Linked DNA regions of Arachis hypogaea: region 2 is linked to region 1. The links are chromatin contacts, called in public Hi-C maps. All regions are on one chromosome and are shown on one strand. The core of a region is the stretch at or near the end of the contact, and the rest is flanking DNA. Distances in the headings are between cores, read along the strand shown. Region 1 overlaps LOC112703544 (receptor-like protein 14). Region 2 holds the start of LOC112701634 (mitogen-activated protein kinase kinase kinase 20-like).

Region 1 (5,859 bases), core at 3,359-5,858:
GGTGAACCAGAGGGTATCATCATCGTGAGCATCAACAAGGTTAGCAATACAGTGAGGAGTTAAAGTTTAAATTTTTTTGGGTTTTCATTGATGGCTCTTCACTTGAGTTGTTGATTGAGGTAATTTCATCTTCGTTTGGTGTTTTGTTGAGATTTCTATGTTGTTAGATTTTTTGTGGTTACGATGTTAGTATGGGGTTTGAGTTGCTCTGTTTTTTTTGTTTTGATTCATTCACCCCTACAAGCATAATGACGTCGTTCGGGCATCCTATGTGGAGGTAGGTGGCACCGCTAGCTTAGCGCTACGGCTGCTGAGTCATGCCAGAAATGGGTAGAAGGACCAGAATTTTACACGGAACTCAAATTGGAGAGTATATTTAGAGTAATTAGTAATTGAGAAGCAACATTGGTGCACGGGCCGAATTTAGAAGACCATTTTAGAGATTTACTCAATTTTTTACTAAAATTAATTTATATTTATTATATTTAATTAATTGATATACATAATATTAAATTATGTGATATTTAAATATCTAATCAAATCAATTAGTTAACATAATTAATCTATTGTAACGAAACTTTCGACTTATTCGATATTTGGCATCATTACTATCTTCTCGAGTCTTCTTTCGTTGACCATAACGTCAAATTTATCAAGTTTGATTTAACAATGATGCTAATTGTATATTAAAATTAAAATTAATTATTTGTATAAAATATATATTAAAATATAAAATATATATTTATATATAAATATATAACAACTAATTTAATAATTAATTTTTAATATGTATTTAATATTTATTTTTATCTAATTAATAACACACCATTTTTAGCATACAGCCATAGATTTAGCACATTGTGAATTTGTGATAGTAAAACATATTACTAGCACATACAACTACTAAATGACATTAAAAACAAAGTTATGGGAATTTGAGAGATAGAAATAGTTCAGAAGTGCATACAAACTTTATTCTTCTTGAGTGATGCTATACAAGCATGGCTTCTTAAGCAAGCTAGCAAGATATATCATACACAATTTTCTTTTTCCTAGTAGAATGCATCTCCAAGAAGTCCACCAAAACATTTGAGAAGAACTCCTTCAATAAAATAAAACCATGCTCCGCGCCAATGAGGATTGATCCAAAGGATCGTCAGCATTGCCAAGAGCACCGTGACAAAGGTGGCAACAAAACTCCAATAGAAGGAAGTGGAATCCACTGCAGAATCATGGTGGTTTACCTCATCCAATTGAATGGGAGATAGTGGCGATGCTGCAATTCTTCTATTGCTAATACCCCAAGAGAGATATGGGTTTCCTTTGTAGTTGCTATCACCAAAGGTGCCAAATTGTCCTTGATCAGGTGCTCTACCTGATAAGTTGTTGTAAGACACATTGAAGATAGCTAATGAGTGCAAGTCTTGTAACTCAAGTGGGATCTGTCCGCTCAATTTGTTATTTGAAAGATCCAAGCTCTCTATACTTTGCAATTTCTTGAAGCTCTTTGGAATTGATCCACTCAGATTATTGTTGGACAGGTTAAGTGCAAAAAGGTCATGTAAATCTCCTATCTGATAAGGAATTTTTCCTGTCAATTGGTTAGATGACAAATCTAATACTGATATGTCTTCAAGTATATCACCTTCATATTCACGAGAAGAAGCTTTTATTGTGAATTGCACTTTCTGTTCCATAAACAAAAGCATCAAAGCAAGCATCAAAGTTTTCTCGATGATGTCTACACCTCTTGAAGAGAATCCAGGTATTCTACTCGGTGGATCATAAATTTCTTCTGAAAATCGTATCTTGTTCAAGCAAGAAGGAATAAAGCCAGATAAGTTGTTGCGTGAAAGGTCTAAGGCCTGGAGATTTTTTAACTGACATATTTGACTGGAAAGTTGGCCTTGTAGGTCATTACCTGCCAATAATAAATACCTCAAATTCGGGAGATTGTATATACTTTCTGGAATACTTCCTGTAAATTTATTGTCACTCAAATCCATCAACACTGACATGTTCGTCGATGCCTCGGGTATTTTACCAGTGATGCTATTTCCTTGCAAGTTTATGAACAACCTGTTTAAACAAGATGGTGGTAAGGTACCAGAAAGGTTATTGAAAGAGAGGTCCAAAATGACAAGTCCAAACCTGCAAAACTCTCTCGTTATAGAACCCTGAAAATTGTTCCTTGATGCAAATAACAAGACAAGCTTTGGATTTCCAGTAAAACTGGGAAGTGTTCCATTTAGCTGGTTATTATCCATAATCAAACTGGACAATGACAGGCATCCATTGAGAATGTGCTCATGTAAGTTTCCAGAGAATCTGTTATTTCCAAGATACAATGTTGTCAAATTTTCCATCTCTCCAATTGATTCGGGAATATGACCGCCAAACTTATTGTTAGACACATCCAGAAGAATTAAATTTGGGAAGACAACTCCTATGTTCCTGGGGAGCTCACCTTGGATTTTGTTGTCTGATATGTCCAAGAACTCTAGTTGATCCATGTGATGATAATTTAGATCAAAGGGTAGTTCAAAAGATCCTGTAAAACAATTGCCGCCAAAGTATACTCCTTCCAATTTTGTGTTGTTTAGAAGCAACCAGATGGGAAATGAACCAACTAGATCGTTATCTAATAGGGCAATAATTTCCAAACTGGTCTGAGATGAAAGGAAAGAAGGAAGTGTTTTTGTATGTGAGTTGACTTTGCAACTGGAGATGTCTAATTGTTCCAATTGAAATGATGCAATCCAAGGGGAGGTTTCGGTTTGCACTTGAAACGTTTCAGAATCCATTTCGTCGAGTTCTAACACCTTAAGCTTTGAATGGTTAGCCAACATGTTTAATGAGAATATGCCCTCAAATGAATTCATACCCAGGGAAAGGGTCTCCAACAATGCAAGGCTAGAAATCCAAGGTTCAAAAACGTTCCCGGTTAAGGAGTTTCCGAAGAGATCAAGAACTCGAAGCGACGTCAAATTTGCAACACATGCATCCAAAGTTCCATCGAATGCATTTCTATGTAAGTCTAGCACTTCTAGTTGTTTCATTTTACATAAACCTACATATGAGTAGTATATAACATGATTAGAATTTAATTTTACATCATGTCATCATGGGTATTCAAATTAAAGCTGAGGGTAAAAACATAATTCTTTTTTGGAGGTAACAATGAAGATTTGCTCACCTTGAATTGGGAGAGATCCACTGAGAGATAATTGACCTAATTTAAGGACTTGCAACTTGCTTAGATTTGCCAAAGCTTTACAAGAATAGATAGAGAAATACGTTTAGATGCTATAATAAGTGGGTAACAAAATCTGATATATACACATGATCATATTTAATTATTTCAACTTATTATTTTGGTTTAAATAAGAAAAGAAAAACAGGTTGCACCTAAAGAGAACTTGGTGTATGTTTGTAATTTTCTTCAAGAGGAAGTTTAGAAAAGCAGCATTTTTATTAAAATTTGGCCAATATTTAATCATTAAAAAAAATGAGTAATCTTTTATCATTAAATTTAATCTCACACTATTAAAAATACTAATGATAACTAATTGACTACAAATTACAAAACCTACTAGTCTCCTAGCATTTCTCTTTGTTTTATTTTTTAAAAAAAAGCATTAATAGTCAAATCTTTAATAGTAGATTTGAAACACGCTGAGAATATCCTCAAACATAGTTATCAGAATTGAATCGGTGATCAAAACGATCAAATTATTGGGTCACTAAGTTATTGATTTAACTGATGGGTCATTTATTGAACTGATTGACCCGATACTATGTAAATAAAAATATAAAATAGTCAAAAACTTAAAATTAAAATTTAAAATACATATCTTTACTACTAATATTTTAAAAATAACCAAACTATTCTAAAATAATATAGAACAAAAACAATAAGTATTTATTATTTTTATTCTATCAAATATTTTTATTTTGTTTTTATAATAAAATAATTATTATTTTTAAATTTTAATAATTTATTAATTAATTTATATTTATTATACTATTATATACTATAAGTATTTATTAAAAAAAATATTAATAAATATCATATAATTATAAAAAAATAAATAAATTTATAATTATTATTAAATAAAAATATAATTAATTTAAGAATGAGTTTATAGTTAAAAATAATAATAAAATATATACTTAAGATATCGTGTATTAATTAGGATATAATGTGAAAATAAAAAATATATTTTAAAAAGCATTGAAAATAACCATAATGAAATCAGCCTAGTAGTTATTAGGTTGGTCTTTATATTAGAAGATTCATGTTCAATTCTGCTCTCTAAAAAAATTATATTGAAATAAAATAAAAATATAATTTTCAATTATTTAGATAATTCTAATTCTCATATTTAATTTCCAACTAAATCGAACTAAAATAAGTTTAATTTGCAATTCTATTGCCAAATGTTAATATTTGAACTTGAAATATCGAAAATTTTTCTATCCGTTTCTATATGAGTTCAATAACTCAAGAAGCCCAATCCTGTTTCTATATTAAAGTTTAACTCGATCTGACCCAACGTGCTGACGGCTGATAGATCACCTATATCCAAAAGGGTTCCAATTCGGATTCTTTCATCCATGACCCGATCTAACTTAGGAAGCAAGCCATATGCTTCCCTCACTCCTCCAAAATCACTACGTGTAGAGGGAATAACTTTTTTTTTTTTTTTTTATGCATAAAACCTTCCTCATATTGAGGATAGTTAAGTGCCCTCAATCTACAGAGTAAGTTCTCCCATTTTGAAATAGTCAGCTACATTAAATTCACACTTCTATAAATATTACATCAACACAGGTAATTTTAATCCAGTTTGATATATATTTCTATTAAAATATCTGCTGACTTTAGCATTAGAATTTTATGTAGATACTTTCACCCATTGTCTCATACGCTCATTTAAGATTTGGTTATATAGTAAAACAATTGACAACAACAACTAAGAATATAATGCCTACTTAAAAAAAAAAATGGTCATTCTCTTAAGTATTTTTAAAATAATCCTTTCATTAATAAACTCTTCTTAATGGTGTTTTAAAATATAGTAGATCTTCCTTATTTTTATATGTGTCACTACAAAAACGAACTTTTAATCACTAAGTGAAAATATAATGTCAGTTCAAAACTTTCTCCGTTTAATCGTACTTAGCTTGCAATCGAATTTTGAGTTTACAATGTAATCAAAATGACTAAAATAGAGATAATAATATAATTTGTACCTGCGAGTACTCGTCTCGTTCTTATTTAGTTGGGGTGGGTAATTATCCAACCTAGTTCGTGGTGAATTTTGATAAGACAGTTGGTGCTTGGGGGGAAACGGGATCGGATATGGGTATATCCGGCCATGGACAAGTACTCCACAGAACGAATTAGGATACAAATTTTTATGATTCACGAGTAGTTCTAACAGGATAGGATTTATATAGAATAAAATAGTAGGAGTGAGCACGGGTCGGTTTGGTTTGGGTTTATGGTAAAATTAGAACTAAATCAATCAAATGTAATGGATTTGGTTTGGTTTGAACTTGTGATTTTTTGTACATGTATTCGAACCAAATCAAACCGATGAGTAATTAGGTACCCGATGATTTTAAAATTCATAAAACAAAAAATCAAATTTTTTTCTTAAAAATTCAACAAGTACAATAAACATGTAACATCAATAGAAATAATCCAAACATGTTAAACACCAAATACATTGAAAACTAAACTCATTAAAATCCAAACATATTAATAGTGAATAATCATTGTCTAATAGAAAAGTCATATATATTTTTTATTTTTTTTATTTAATTAATATATGATCGGGTTTGCGGATTGGT
Region 2 (6,221 bases), core at 1,001-3,500, 120 kb after region 1:
CGCCATGCTTAATTACTTAATACATTATGAAATGAAATTAATATTTCAAGAATTTTGGATTATGATGGAGGACATGTAGAAGAGAGGCAGATCAAGAAAAAGCACAAATAATATAAGTCATGTCATTCATTGATTCATTGAAGTTGGGTCTCACTTTTTTCTTGTTGCTTTGCTTCACTATATTTCTTTCCCACCATTGCATAATTTTTTTTCATGGCAGTGCACAGATCGTTAACGATTGAGCTCGTGTTCGTTACTGCATGATTCCAGCATTCCAGGAGACATTGAAAGTCTTCACTTACAATGTTTAGCTCTAACTAGTGAAGTTGCAGAGGAGGTTGAAAGCTATTAACAACCAATCCTTTGATTGAACACACGATGAAATGTTAATTCTAAGTGTTAATTCTATGTATTTTTTGTTATTTTACATTGTTAAATTTCTTTGTTCTATCCTATATGTATAGATGTTGAATTTATTTCATATATATAAAAGAAAATATTTTTTATTGCCAAATTTGATATAATTATAATAAAATGTAGAATATAACTTTTTAATTGGAATCTTCATAGTTAGCCACAGTTAAAACCATGGCAAATTTGTTGTGGCCAATAATTTTTTTGTTTCATCATGGGATTTAGCCACGATTAAAACTGTGGCTAATTTTTGTTATGTTGTGGCTAAGTTAAATTCTTTACAGTTCTTGAAATTGTGGCTAAAAGCCAAAAAACCGTGACAAATCATAAATGCAACACCCCGAATGGCCACAGTTCTGTTTTCATGGCTGTTGTGTTAGTCAAAATTTTTTAGGTTTTAGCCACGGTTTTAACTATAGCTAAACACCATGTTTGTTGTTTTTTATATCAAGAGCTCGCTCTTGTAGTGATATCACAAGTCATAAGATGCATGAGATGGAGATGAAAGAAAAAACGGACATGTTAGATGTAATGTATACTATTGTACCTTCTTGATGAGCATTGGTTTTGTACCGAATTCTTTAGTAACATGTACATACTCAAGATGATGCTTTATTACTCTTTTCACTCAATTGTAAATTTTGTATTAATCAAGAACTCTTTGCAAAATTAGCACCTAGAGCTAACATATAAACTCAGCAGTGAAAGCAAGAGAGTCCAAATCATATGAGGTTAATCACAAAAACTCATCTCTTCATATTTTAAAGCAAAAAATGATAGAACCAATATTCATTGGCTGTTAGGTACTTTTTTTGTTTATGAAACCTAACCATAAACCTTAAACTATCCTCAGATTCAATGAATATTTCAATGCAATCACCACGTAGAAACATATAAACCAATATGTATCTCCTAGAATTCTTAATACTTAAAAATAATAAAGGAAAAAAATGATAGGCACAATTAATGGATATTTTTTATATAAATAAAAAATTATTATTTCTAAAAAACTATTTTTTTGGGATAATATATGCAGTTCGTCTAATAAGCAAGCAACCTAAACTAGTTTGTCCAATGACCAGACACTCTGCTCTTCAATTATTGGAAATTAAAATACTAATCATAATTAATCATATAAATATAGCAAAATGAGTACATTTATTTTTATCAAATTAAATTAAATCACTAATTTAAATTATATCATCTATTTGAATTTTGGATAATCAAACTAGACTAAATAAGTAGATGGATAGATCGATTTGCAAATGAAATATTTGGTTGACGTTTAAACCTTAAAAGAAATTATGGAGATCATAGTAGACATAAATACTATGAAACAAAGGCAAAGATTTTGAAATTAAATTATCTCTATTTCATAACCTTTTTAACTAACAAATTCTTATAATCCTTAAGAAAATAGGGATAGAGATATTTATTTCACTTTTTATTTGGGTTTAAAAATTAAAGTTGGTTTAAAATTGTCATAAGATAGAGATATTTCAAGATTTTTGAATTTGTTTTTTGGTTTAAATTATTCCTACTGACACTGTCTTTATATTTTCTATTATATATGCAAACAAAAATATTATCTTGCTGCTAATGAAATCTACTCGTTCAAATGATAAAAAGTAATTAATATAAATAGCACAAGCTATAACAAACTTAGTAATAATTAATAGAACACAAAACGACACAATTCATAATCCACAAGAAAAGCCAAAAGAACTAGCCTACTGTAGGTACTTCAAAATTTGTATATTGATAAATAATATTATTTGATCACTGTATACATGTAACATTTGATGTTGATACAGGAGTAAGAAAACTCAATCAAAGATGAGTAGTTTACAATGGAAGAAACTGAAGGTCTTGGGAGCGGGTTCTTATGGTATTGTTTATCTTGCAATTGTTATTGATACACAAACACCGTATCAGAGCTTCATTGCTATGAAGAGCTCCATTCCCAGATTGGCATTCTCATTGAAGAAAGAAGAACAGATTTTCAAATCATTGTGCGAAGGTGAAAGCAGTGGTTGCCAAGAAATCATTCGAGGCTTTCGAACTGAGATCATGGTAGAGAACGAGCAGTACTTTATCAATCTTCTATTGAAGTATGCACGCATGATTGTTAAAGGGCTTTCGCATATTCATGGCAAAGGAATCGTCCACTGTCACCTCAAGTCAGAGAACATTCTTCTGTTTCCTTTACTGGACAAAGAGAGTGTAAACTGTCAATTGAAGATTGTGGATTTCGAATTATCTAAGACCAAAAAGGAGAAAGCAGATGTTGAGGTTTGGAAGTCCAAGTCTAGAGGTATGCAGTCGTACTTGTCGCCGGAGCATTTTTCGGGCATAATGATGCTCCGAGGGATATATGAGCACTTAGTTGCATAGTGATTGAAATGCTCACTAGATTTCCTGCATGGGGTGAGAACCTTTTGCTTAATGAGGAGTATTTGAGGTTTTATTGAGTATCTTGAACCTATCACCCAAGAAGCCGAAAGGAATCAATTTTTTCTATTATGATTTTCTAGAAAAGTGCTTTGTGAAAGATCCTAGCAAGAGGTGGCTTGCTCAGATGCTTCTTGATCATCCTTTCTTTTATGTCACACTTTTTCATTCATATTATCTTGCAACTTAGCTATGATTGTTTTTCTTAGTTAGTTTCATTGCAATCTTATTTATAGTTTATGTAGTTAGAGATATTATGATGACATGGTAAGATTGAATGGTTTTGTTTATTGTGTCCCCTGTCCAAGGCCGGATGGCTATGCTGTAGTGTCTCTTGGGTCAGGCCATCTTCTTCTCCTTGATGGCTTTGCCGAAAGAGAGTTGGAGTCGGGCGGTCTTAGGAAATAGAAAAGCTGTATAAAATATTGATGAATAATGAGTCTGTTCCTTAACATTTATGGTGGTTTATAAGATTGAGTAAACTATGTTAATAACAATAATTTTGTTTGCTATTTGTGCTTCAGATGTTATAAGTTCCTTTTTATGTTTCAATTTTCTTTTTCTTTCTTCCTTTTATAATCTTGCTTTTAGTATATAATCAAATAGTTTAATTAGATAGAAAAATGTTAACTTGTGTTGTTATTCTTTTAGAAGTAGTAAACCATCAATTTATTGAACTCTGAATAACATCAATTATGAGCAATATCATCAATAGGTAAAACTTGTGTCACTTGTTGAGCTCTTAGTGTTCCTCAAAGAGGAATAAGTGAGTGCAGAATATACATACAATATTAAGATGCAAGGATGTGAAATTGAAAGGGAGGGATTGGACTCATTAATTAAATTGTATGCTTAACTTATCTTTCTTCTTCTTTTTTTTCTCATCACTGTTCGTTCTTTCTAGGGGATTATTAACTTGTTTTTTTCTAGTTGTAGTATTTATAATAAAAACTACAAATAGCCTAGCTATTTAAGGGTGATGGAAAAATAATTGATGAAATTTCAAAAATTCTATTATTTGTTTATCTTTTCTCCTAAATTTAATATTATGCAACTGAGTTGTGATGAAGACATTTTAAAAATTCTAGCAAAAAAATAGAGAGCATGGGAACAATAATTTAACTGAACAATTTTATTATGAGTTGCACAGAACATGAACCTCATTTTCAACAACAAATTCAACTATAATAATTTTCAGCAACAAAAGATTTAGCTCAAAATATGATTTATAGATTTGCAGCAAAAAAAAATTAACTAAATGATTATTTCAGCAAGACAATAATAGAGTCAAGCTTCAGTGATGATAATCATTAAGAAATTCAACTCCGTGAATTTTTTCAAAAACAAAAAATTAGTTTAGTGATATTTTCAGCAACAAGATCTAGGTGCAGTGATGAATTATAGCAACAAAAAATTTAGCTAATGATTTTTTCAACAAGACAGCAACAGATTCAAGGTGCGGTGATGATAATCAGTAAAAATTCAACTTTCAGCATCAAAATCAAGATGAAGAGATGAATTACAGCAACAAAATTGAGGAAAAAGAGCGGGGGAATTTTTTGAACGCACCAAATCGGAGACCAGCGAATGCCGGCGAGGAGGAAGCTGATGGCGAGGCTCGAAGCAAGAAGACGACAACGACGACCAATCCCGGGACGTGCTGCTTCTGCCGCCGCCGACGACGAGCACATGGAAGGCGTTCGACTGAGTGTGAGATGGTGACGAGACAAAGAGCGACGACGACGACCAGCACCAGGACCTTCTGCTTTTGCCGCCACCGCCGACGAGCGCAGGGAAGGTGCATGCTAACTGTGAGACGGTGACGAGACAGAGAGCGACAACGAGCTTGAGTGCAAGACCGGAGGTAGTGAGAGAGACTGGAGACGAGAGATGAGAGAGCTTGAGTGAGAGAGTGACGAGACTGAGACACTGAACGATTTTAGCTTTCCTTTACTAGAAAATAACGTCGTTTTCAATTTAAAAAAAATAACCATGACCTGGTCCCAGTTATGAAAACCAGTTGGTTCACTGATTTTGCTTAAATCCGAATGGACCAAACCGATTTTGTGCATGTCTGGTGTTTAAGCAGTTTGAAGGGTAATTCAACCTGGTTAGACCATCGGGTTTCTGGTCAAATTGGGTTTGATAACTATTGTTAAATTCGTTTATAGAGTAAATAGCTATTTTGACACCCGAAATATTTAGCTTTTGATAAAATAGATCTCAACATTTATTTTTGACAAAATAACCTCCAAAATATATATTCTATTTGACAAAGTGACCGAAACGTTTGGTCAATAGTTTATTTATCCGGTCAACAGTTAAATTTCAATGAAATTACTTACAATGCAGTTAACACTCTTGTGCGATAAAGTCTCTGAGTGTAATGGGCAAGTGAACCGGGTTTAGAAAAGTTAAGAATAGTACTAAATCAATCTATTCTTAATATATAAAAGTAGGTACATAGGTTTACCCACATTACTTTTAAGTTATTTTTCTACTTCTACTTACGCCATGTCAGCACTATCGCTTACTTGGCAAAATTTTAGAATCTACCACTCAAATCTTGCCAAATCAACTTTTATTTTTAAATAAAAAAAACACAAAAAACAAAACCAACAACTTAACTTTTTTCAAAAAGTTCTGAAAACCAAAGAGTTTATTACCTTTTTCATACTTCTCGAAACTCTCTTCCTCTTGGCACTTCTTCCGTACCAAGATCCTATTTCCTCCATCCACTTCCAGTCCCATGAGCCATTGTTTTTTCCTCGAAACAAATTGTCCATCGCAATGTCCATCCCCGACGGAGCCGCATTGCATAAATTGCAGAAATCAGGGCAAACTCTATTCCTCCTGTTGTGGTTTTTCTGCTGGAGCTCGATTCCAGGTCTCAGACCAATGTCACCATTCGACGCCGCCAACGTAGGAAATTCGTCCCAGGTATCTTCCTAGAGATTTTTAACTTTGCCGTTTACTCTTCTCATTCTTTTGTTCAATATCATTTTCAATAGTTCTATTTATTTGTTATAAATAATAATATTTTAATTGTGAACTCATTGTAAGTAGCACATGTTTATGTATTCCTCTTTTTTAAACAGTTCTGTCTAACAGTCACAACCAAAATTAATGTGCTTCCACAATTTACATTTATGTGTTCCTCTTTTTCAAATTGTTATTCCATATGTGCAGTTACTTGGAATGGATTATCATTTTTTGACCATGTCTTATTCTCTTTGTTGTAGAAGGATTTGCAGTGGTAATGATAGACGGAAAGAGTTAATACCCAAAATTGCTAGATTAAAGAGGCAGAGAGAAATCCTTTCAAAGAAAGGAAGACAAGAAGATGTGCCTCCAAC

What was found. A called contact is a pair of places that touch in the nucleus more often than the background predicts.
Region 2: a Hi-C map of leaf shows a contact between it and region 1, with 1.7 times the contacts expected there. The contact joins the promoter of LOC112701634 here to the enhancer-like site in region 1. A contact is called at or near these places in 2 of 8 Hi-C or Micro-C datasets (both in leaf).

What each region holds. Positions count from the first base shown.
Region 1 is chr7:77,193,188-77,199,046 of arahy.Tifrunner.gnm2.J5K5, forward strand. LOC112703544 (receptor-like protein 14) reads right to left here. Exons shown (of 8, transcript XR_011864171.1): 4 at 3,197-3,271; 5 at 2,152-3,070; 6 at 1,922-2,079; 7 at 1,646-1,808; 8 at 914-1,574. Among protein-coding and RNA genes, the nearest start is that of LOC112701627, 14 kb to the left of the region's middle. Within about 2 kb of position 4,609, at least 1 of the 3 cell types and tissues checked has open chromatin away from gene starts, as enhancers often do.
Region 2 is chr7:77,312,854-77,319,074 of arahy.Tifrunner.gnm2.J5K5, forward strand. LOC112701634 (mitogen-activated protein kinase kinase kinase 20-like) reads left to right here and starts at 2,251. Exons shown (of 1, transcript XM_025752373.1): 1 at 2,251-2,808. The coding sequence starts at 2,251. The coding sequence ends at 2,808.